Linked DNA regions of Macaca mulatta: region 2 is linked to region 1. Evidence: chromatin contacts called from public Hi-C data. All regions are on one chromosome and are shown on one strand. The core of a region is the stretch at or near the end of the contact, and the rest is flanking DNA. Distances in the headings are between cores, read along the strand shown.

What was found. Hi-C and Micro-C count contacts between places; a contact is called where the count stands out from the background.
Region 2: a contact with region 1 is called in a Hi-C map of fetal cortex germinal zone, with 2.8 times the contacts expected there. The contact joins the promoter of ATP13A3 here to the enhancer-like site in region 1. A contact is called at or near these places in 8 of 14 Hi-C or Micro-C datasets (CD4 T cells, blood, fetal cortex germinal zone and 4 more).

What each region holds. Positions count from the first base shown.
Region 1 is chr2:4,157,315-4,161,520 of T2T-MMU8v2.0, forward strand. No RefSeq gene overlaps it. Among named protein-coding and RNA genes, the nearest start is that of TMEM44, 47 kb to the left of the region's middle. Within about 2 kb of position 2,212, at least 36 of the 40 cell types and tissues checked have an H3K27ac peak or open chromatin away from gene starts, as enhancers often do. A contact at or near this core is called in CD4 T cells, blood, fetal cortex germinal zone and 2 more, where this site is marked.
Region 2 is chr2:4,258,940-4,263,145 of T2T-MMU8v2.0, forward strand. ATP13A3 (ATPase 13A3) reads left to right here and starts at 1,953. Exons shown (of 33, transcript XM_015132535.3): 1 at 1,953-2,359; 2 at 3,064-3,105.

The DNA.
Region 1 (4,206 bases), core at 962-3,461:
CTGGAGCCTTTGTGAGGAGGTGCCAATTAAAATGCCTTTCTCCTGGTAGGAGGGGGCCTCTGTTGCAGCTTTGTTTCCAGCCGTTAGAACAAGAGGGCAGTGGGAGCAACTTGCCCTGATGAGCCAGTGAGCAGTGCAAGCGCTTTACCTACATGGGGGCGGGGCTCGGGAACAAACGACGTCATCATCGGCTCACTCATCTGGAGACCTGTAATATCGTCTGGTTGTGCTGCCTATCATCTGTGTGGCTTGGGGCATGTTACCTAACCTCTGTGAACTCCTTAGGTAGACTAAGAATAATACCAATCTAGAAAGCCTGTGGTGAAGACTAAGTGAACTAACATGTATGAAAAGGCAAACATAACACCTATTCAATGTAGACTTTGAAGAGGGATTAGTTCCCCAGGCTTCCTGCGCAGATGTACTGAAAGACAGTAACCAAATCATCAGACCTACAGATGGACGAGATTTCAGAGGCTTGAATTCCCTTAAACACAACCCCAATTAGTGATTATCCCGTCCCTACTTAAGTTCTCTGAAAATAAAAGGATTTCAGTTGCCAAAGTCTTTATCATTTAGCAAGAGCTCTGCTAAGATTACTATTATTTTTTTTAGACAGAGTTTCACTCGTTGCCCTGGAGTGCATTGGCGTGATCTCAGCTCACTGCAACCTCCGCCTCCTAGGTTCAAGTGATTCTCCTACCTCAGCCTCCCAAGTAGCTGGGATTACAGGCTCCCACCACCATGCCCGGCTAATTTTTGTATTTTCAGTAGAGACGGGGTTTTGTCATGTTGGCCAGGCTGGTCTGGAACTTCTGACCTCAGGTGATGTACCTGCCTCAGCCTCCCAGCGTGCTGGGATTACAGGCATGAGCCACTGCACCTGGCTAAGATTTTCTTAAAAGCCTGTCTAGATCCTAAAGAACTAATCCCCTTATCTCCCTCCTTCAGTATGATGAAGAGGTTTATGAGCATCATTTGAAGACACATTCATATTGTGTTTCCTTCAAAGGGGTATGAGCTCCTAGAATAAGAAGAGGTACTGGGCCAAGGAGCATGGCTGGGCTCCAGTTCCCAGGTCTGTTTCAGTGTCTTTGTCATTTCTCTTTCTATGTCACAGTTTCCTCATCTGTAAAATGAAAGTTGGGCCTGATTTTTTTCATTTTTTTCTCTTTTATGAATGTGCCAATTTGTTTCCCAGAGAATAATTACATCTTTATAAACTCTCAAGAAAGAGACATTATAAAGACAAATTTCAGGTATACTTTGAAAATAGGCTTCATTATATAACATATACCTCTTTCTGTTTGGATTTTACTATCCACTTAAAAACCTGTATTAATCACTAAGGGAAAGGCTAGAGGAGACTTTTCTATCTCCAGAATAATTTTGCAACAATTCCAAGATTCTCTGCACTTCTTTTTCTGTCCCTTGATTGGCCTCCTCCACATTTTCCAACTCTGCAGGTATTGCTCTACTCTTCGACTTTACATTGTTTTCGATGCTTTTGCAAGGAGACTCTGCCTTGAATGAACCCCAGATATGGTGCAATGTTGAGGAAGATCTCCAAGTTTACACATGCCTGCACGATGGCCCAAAGGTATCATCAGGTGAAAGGGACGACCTTAGAGATGAAAGAAGTTCAAGGAATGGTGCTACATTAAATAACTTAGCATTAGAAAGCATCTACTTTGCTTTTTCTTTCACCAACCCTGAAAGCCAAATAAGGCACTGGGCATTGAGGACTTCTTTTGCGCAGAACACGTGATTACACAGCGTTATTCTTCAAGAGTCTCTCTTAATCTGTCGCCTGGAGAACTCTGCACACTGTCCCAATTCCGTCTGCATTTTCCATCGGCTGCCAGTGTTCGTAGCAGAGGGCTCGGGTCTTCTCGTCCTCTCCTCAGGGTCTGGCAGCTGTCACTACCGCGGAGTTCAGTCCAGTTCCCAGCGTCGGGGGCGCTGCCTTTCCCATTTCAGTTGCCAGGAGGCTCATCCACGATCGTGCCAGAGGGGCAGCGAGTAGTCTCCTCGAACTACGGGGGAGAGAGGAGCCACTGTTGGCACGGGCCAGACTGAACGCCGGTTCCCACTGCCTACCTGCTCGCAGCTGCAGCCGCCGACATCTTGCGCCCTATTGCCAGCACCGCGGGGGCGCTTCGGGAAGAAGGGAATAGCGGTTCCGCGCGTGCGCACTCCGCAGCCGCCGCCCCCCGCGAGGAGCGAGAGTCCCGCGGCCCCGCCCCGCCGAAGCTGCAGCCGCAGCTGAAGGCCGGAGTATCTGCCCGCAGCCTGCGGCGACCCAGCCGGGAAGTAACTGCTGAGGGCGTCTCCGTAGTTCAGTTTTGGTTTGTTTGTCTGAGACAGAGTCTCTCTCTGTCGCCCAGGCTGGAATGCGGCGGCGCGGTCTCTGCTCCCTGCAGCCTCCGCCTCCCGGATTCAAGCGATTCTCCAGCGACTGAACAGCTGGGACTACAGGCGCGCGCCACGACGCCCGGCTAATTTTTGTATTTTTAGTGGAGACGATGTTTCACCATGTTGGTCAGGCTGGTCTCGAACTCCTGACCTCGTGATCCGCCGCCTCGGCCTCCCAAAGTGCTGGGATTACAGGCGTGAGCCACCACGCCGGGCCCACCCCCGCCCCCCCCCCCCCACTGGGTTTTTAAGGAGATAACTACAAGGTCATTTTACGGTTCGGAGTGTGCTTCAGACCTCCCAACAACCTAACGGTGTATTATAAACCATTCTTTGCTTTGTTTTTAAATACATTAAAAACCTTTTTTGGGATAAAAATAGTGGAAGTACATGGTTTAAAAAAAGGAAATCAGATTCACCGAAAGGTTTATGATGAAAAACAATAATGTTCTGTCCCTTTTCCTCCAAGAGACTCCTTTTTAAAAACTTGGGCTGGGCGCGGTGGCTCACGCCTATAATCCCAACATTTTAGAAGGGTGAGGCGGGCGGATGATCATCTGAGGTCAGGAGACCATCCTGGCTAACATGGTGAAACCCCGTCTCTACCAAAAATACAAAAATTAGCCGGGCGTGGTGGTGGGCGCCTGTAGTCTCAGCTACTTGGGAGGCTGAGGCAGGAGAATCGTTTGAACCCGCGAGGCAGAGGTTGCAGTGAGCTGAGACAGCACCATTGCACTCCAGCCTAGGCAACAAGAGCAAAACTCTGTCTCAAAAAAAAAAAGAAAAAAAAACTTCTATACGTTCTGGTAGTTGTCTCCATTAGGTTTGATTTGGAACTTGCTTTCCAGCTACAAGGTTGTTAAGATCATACTTGCTTTTCCTGAGCTGCATTATCTTCAGCTGCCATTATACAGGCTGATGAGGCTCAGTAGCAGGGCAGGACCACTGGCGTATTGAGAAATGGATGGTCCCTGTCTTGGCATCAGAGGGTTGTGTGGCGTGCCTTGCGCCAGGACCTCCTTGGCCATTCCGCTGTTCCGAGCTAGAACCCGGCTTCTGAGCCCAGCACGCTCCAACAGCAGCCTGCGCGGTCCACGCCTCTGCTCCGGACCTGACCTTTCCCTTCGGCCTTCCTCCTACAGGTGTCTCCGCACTTGGAATCTCCAGGGTAAATCTGAGGGATGATCTAAACCCACAGGTGGAACAAGGGACGACATACACGGCGGCCACCACCATCTTCCCCAAGGACAGCCTGGCCATGGATGAAAAGGGCCGTTTCGTAGGCCTTACCTTCTGCTAGCCAGTACAGCCTAAAGCTATGATATTCAAATATAGACTCTTAGGCTCCACCCGGGAGGATTCCCTAGGTCTGGACAGGGCTTGGGATCTTAACAAGCTCCTCAGGTGATTCTGTTACAGATGAGCCAGGACCTCTGTTTGAAAAAAGCTGTCCTTGGGATATTACTTTTATTTATTTATTTTTTCCATCTCTTCCTGCTATTTTGTTATCATTTTTTAATACAGAGACGGAGTGTCACTATGATGCCCAGGCTGGTCCTGACCTCCTGGGCTCCAGAGATCCTCCTGCCTGAGCCTTCCAAAGTGCTGGGATTACAGGCATAAGCCACCACTCCTGCCGGGAAATTACTTTTAAAACAGATCTATTTGTATGAGATGTTCTCACAAAACTACTTAGAATAGAAAAAATAAAATAAAATAAAAAAAAGAAAAAAAAAGAAAAGAATAGTGACAAAGTTCTTAAACCCCACTGTTGGACATAATTAAAATACT
Region 2 (4,206 bases), core at 703-3,202, 100 kb after region 1:
GAGCTGCCTGGTAGGCAGTTGGATATTTGGTTCTAAATTTTGTGGAAGGAGTCTGGGTTGGAAATTGCTAATGTGGGAGCTGCATCCATGAGGATGCAGGCTATCCCAGAAGAATGAGTGAAGTGAGAAAAGCTGTTGGCTTAGAGTGGAATCCTGAATTTAAGGTGCAGATTCACAAGTGGATGCTACCAAGGGAGGCAGAGGCTTTACTTACCTTCATGTGATAATTGAGAGGGTTCACTCTCCTGAAACCAAGGTAGTAGAGAGATTCCAGAAGGTGAGAGCCATCGCAAGGTGTCATATGTAGCAGACAGAACCAGAGAGATAAGGCCTGAGGAATGCCTGCAAGGTTTGGCAAAATGAAAGTCATGAGTTACTCTTGCCTGAGCAGGGTGAAGAAGGGTCAGAGTCGGGGAGGAGAAGCCAGAATGCTAAGCGTTGAGAAATGAGGAAGCAGAGGCAGCCAGGGAAGACCACTGTTTGAGGTCCGCATGCAACACTTGGAAGCTAGTTCGAGGGGGCACTACAGGAGGAGGTTGGCTTGATAATTTTGTTTTTAGGACTTGGAGAGGCCAGCCTGTTTAAAGGCTGAGAGGGAACAGCCAGGCAAGGAAGCCGGGGAGGTGGGGGAGGAGGATTTTAGGGCCTGACCCCACCCAGACCGCTTTCCTGCGGTTTGCCCAACACTACCACACCCCTTATCTCATTTAATCATTTCAGCACCACGAGGTTTGAAACAAACGGTGAGGTATGAAACAAAACGGTGAGGCCAGGGATTGGGAAGAGAAAGCTGTGGCTCCATCTCGGTCCAGCGTGCTGTCCACGCCAAGAGGCGTGCAGAAATGCCAGCCTCACACAATCTAGGGGACCAGGGGTGGCTGTGGCGCTTTCCTGCCCCCGGGAGGTGTTATCAGTGTCGCAGACTCGGGGCGGTGTGCTGCCCCAGGTGAGATGTCATCACGTGCGTGGACCAGGGGTGGCGGCCCCGGTAAGTGTCCAGGGGTAAGTGCTCCCTGCTCTGCAGGTGTGGTGGGCAGGGTCCGCGTGCATGCCGTCCCCTACTCTAAGACGCTGAGGCGGCTGAGTTCTGTTTAAGTAGCGGCAAGAAGAACAGTCACGGAGCGGGCCGGGCATCAAGGGCTCAGGCCAGGTGGCCCCAGGCGGAAAGATGGCCGCAGCCCGAGGCTGCAGGTGGCCGGGCGCGCTCCCTGCGCGCGTCGCGGAGTGGACGCCGCGAAAATCAAACCCGCGATTTGGAAATCCGGCTGCGGCCCTACCCCGAGATAAGTCTTCTGCGGAGGGAAGTATTTAATTTGCATCCAGGACGGTCGGAAGAGGCGCCTTCCCGTCGGAGGCGAGCCGCGGGCGCGTGGGAGCTTCCTCGTGCGCGCTCCTCCCCGTCCTCCGCCTGCTGCCGGCGCGCAGAGTCCGTGGTCATGTGCGAATGACAGTGTTTTGTTTGTTTTGGCGGGGGCGGGGGTGGCTAAAGGAATGAAAGAGCCTTGCATTGGGAGCTGGGCTCTGGTGTCCTCGCCACCATTCCAGCACAAGCTTCCTCCATGCATGACTCTGGGCAACGTCTGTCTAGTCAGTGAGCCTCAGTTTCCTTCTTTATAAAATGGGAGTTTGGACTATGATGTTGTCATAGCCCAAAGGGGATGAAGTGGGTTTTGCCGTCCCATTTCATCTCACCAGAAAAGCCGCCGTCCATTAGCCACCCTGGCCTGACACCCGGCGTTTTTGGACGGCCTCCCCTTACCTGCCTCTTTCTTGTGCCCGCTGGAGGGTGGCAAAGGCGATGGGTGGGCGGGGCCTAGGAATCGCCCCGCCCCCTCCCCGCCTCCTGACGTCGCCCGCGCCCCTCCGCCCTCCGCCCTCCGCGCGGGGATGAAGCCACCACGTGACCTCACATCCGGCGCGGGAGTCCTGAGCCCGCGCGCGCTCCCCCGCCCGCCCGCCGGCTCTCCCCGCAGCGTGATCGGGCGCCGCCGCGGAGGGGAGGGGGGTTCGCTACGTCGCTGGCGGCGGGGGGCCGTTTCGGAGTGCAGACCGCCCCCCTCCCCTGCCCACCTCCCGCCGCCCTCCCTTGTTCTCGCCTGCCCGGCTGCACGCCGCCGCCGCGGGCGCGGAGGAGGAGGAGAGCGCGGAGGTCCCAGGGCCGGCCCGGCCCCGCCGCGGCGCCTCCTTCCCTCACCCTGAGCCGCAGCGCGCGGCGCCGGCCGAGGGCGATGGGGCTGGGCTGAGGCGAGGCGGCGGCGGCGACAGCGGCGGCCGGGTCCCCCCGCGGCCCCTGGGGCTGGTCCGGTCGCGAGGGAGGCCGCGGAGGAGGCGGCGCGGCGGCGGCCAGTGAGCGGCCCCGGTGAGCGGGGCGAGGGGCGGGTGGGCGGCGGCCACGGGGGAGGTCGAGGAGGCGAATGGTGGTGTCGGGGCGGCGGGTACCGGGCGAGGTCGCGGCCAGTCTTCTCGGGCCGGAGTTGGGCATCGCGGGGACTTGGAGTGTCGGGGACAGATGAGGCCAGGGCGGGAGCCCACGCGGTGGGCGAAGGCCTGGGGGGGGCGAGCGTGGGGGCCGGGCGCGGGGTGGTTGGTAGTCGGCCCTTCGGAAAGTCCTGGGGAGCTGGAGGTCCTGCGGGCGGAGGCGGTGGGGTGCTGGCAGGGCCCTCGATGGGGCTGTGCGGGACCCCAGCTCGTCCTCAGCCGTGGAGTATGGAGCCGCTTGCCATCTCCGCATTTTACAGATAAAATGAGTGAGTCCCGTGGGGGAAAAGTGCCTTCGGACTTGCCTGAGGCCTCGCATTCGGACTCTGTGGCAGTGCGGACTAGAAGAACCCAGGGCCCTTTCCCCTAGCAGTGCTCTCGTGGCCACTCGCGTTATGGCCTGTCTCTCCATTCCCTTCACAAAGTCAGGTTCTGGTGGAAGTGTGACCTCTAGCTTTTTTGGAGAGGTGAGGGATAGGGATGAAGGGGAGGGAATCGGGTTGGGATTGGCAGGAACTCAGCTGGGGGCTTCCCGGTTTGGAAAAAAGCTTTGTGACAGGTGTTTATTGTCCCCTCTTCCCATAGATCTGACAGACATCCCTGAATCTTGGTGTTTGGACATAGAAGGTATGAATCACTCACATAATTAACCGCTTTTAATCATCAGTGTCTTAGAGCTATATTTAGTGGTTATATTAGTGCAAAATGAATGGGTATGGAGTCGTACCCCTAGAAACAGACTTGTGTTCCTCTGCACTATTCTAACTAAATGAGTAGCACATACCTAGGTATGTCGTGGCTATTTTAGATCTATGAGGCAGGAAGTTAGAATTTAAAGAATCTAAGAAATGCAGGGACTTGAAAAATTATTGCAAAATAAAGCCTTTTAAAAGTTTCGTTGCTAAAATGAAAGTGTTCCGATTTGATTCCTTTGAAGGGTGAGTACATCATGAACAGTGCTCTATCTTTGCTTAGAACTCAGCCTCTTTACCAAGGCACGTGTATTAATTTTGTTTCACTGGAATATATGTGGCATTCTTTTCGCTAGAGGTTTGTTGCTTTGCTGAATAGACTATAGTTGCCAAAAATCAATGTGTGTGGGCATCTCATCCTGGTTTGCAACCCCCTTTAAAGCAAATCAGTGCTTGGAAGTTGTTCGAAATAGTAAACCTATTATTAATGATTGTTGTAGAACATAACTTTTGCTACTATCTTTGATTTGCATTATCCTACCATTAGATCAGGCAGAGAGTGAAATAATTAAGTGAGATTTTTGAGCCTTGTTAGAACAACAATGCCTGGCTTTGGTCAGAGGATTGGGTGGTAAAAGTGACACTATTTGGTTGCTTTAAATTTTTTTTTTTGAGATGGCATCTTGCTCTGTTACCCAGGCTGGAGTGCAGTGGTGTGAACTCAGCTCACTGTAACCTCTGCCTCCTGGGTTCAAGTGATTCTCCTGCCACAGCCTCCCAAGTAGCTGGGATTACAGGTATGTGCCACCACACCCAGCTAATTTTTTGTATTTTTAGTAGAAACAGGGTTTCACCATGTTGGCCAGGCTGGTCTCGAACTACTGACTTCCGGTGATCCTCCTGCCTAGGCCTCCCAAAGTGCTGGTATTACAGGCGTGAGCACTGAGCTTGGCGGTTGCTTTAATTTAAAAGTGGTACAGTTAAATACAAAATATTAAGTAGCAGTTGATCTTGAAAGTAAAATTGACAAGCTTCA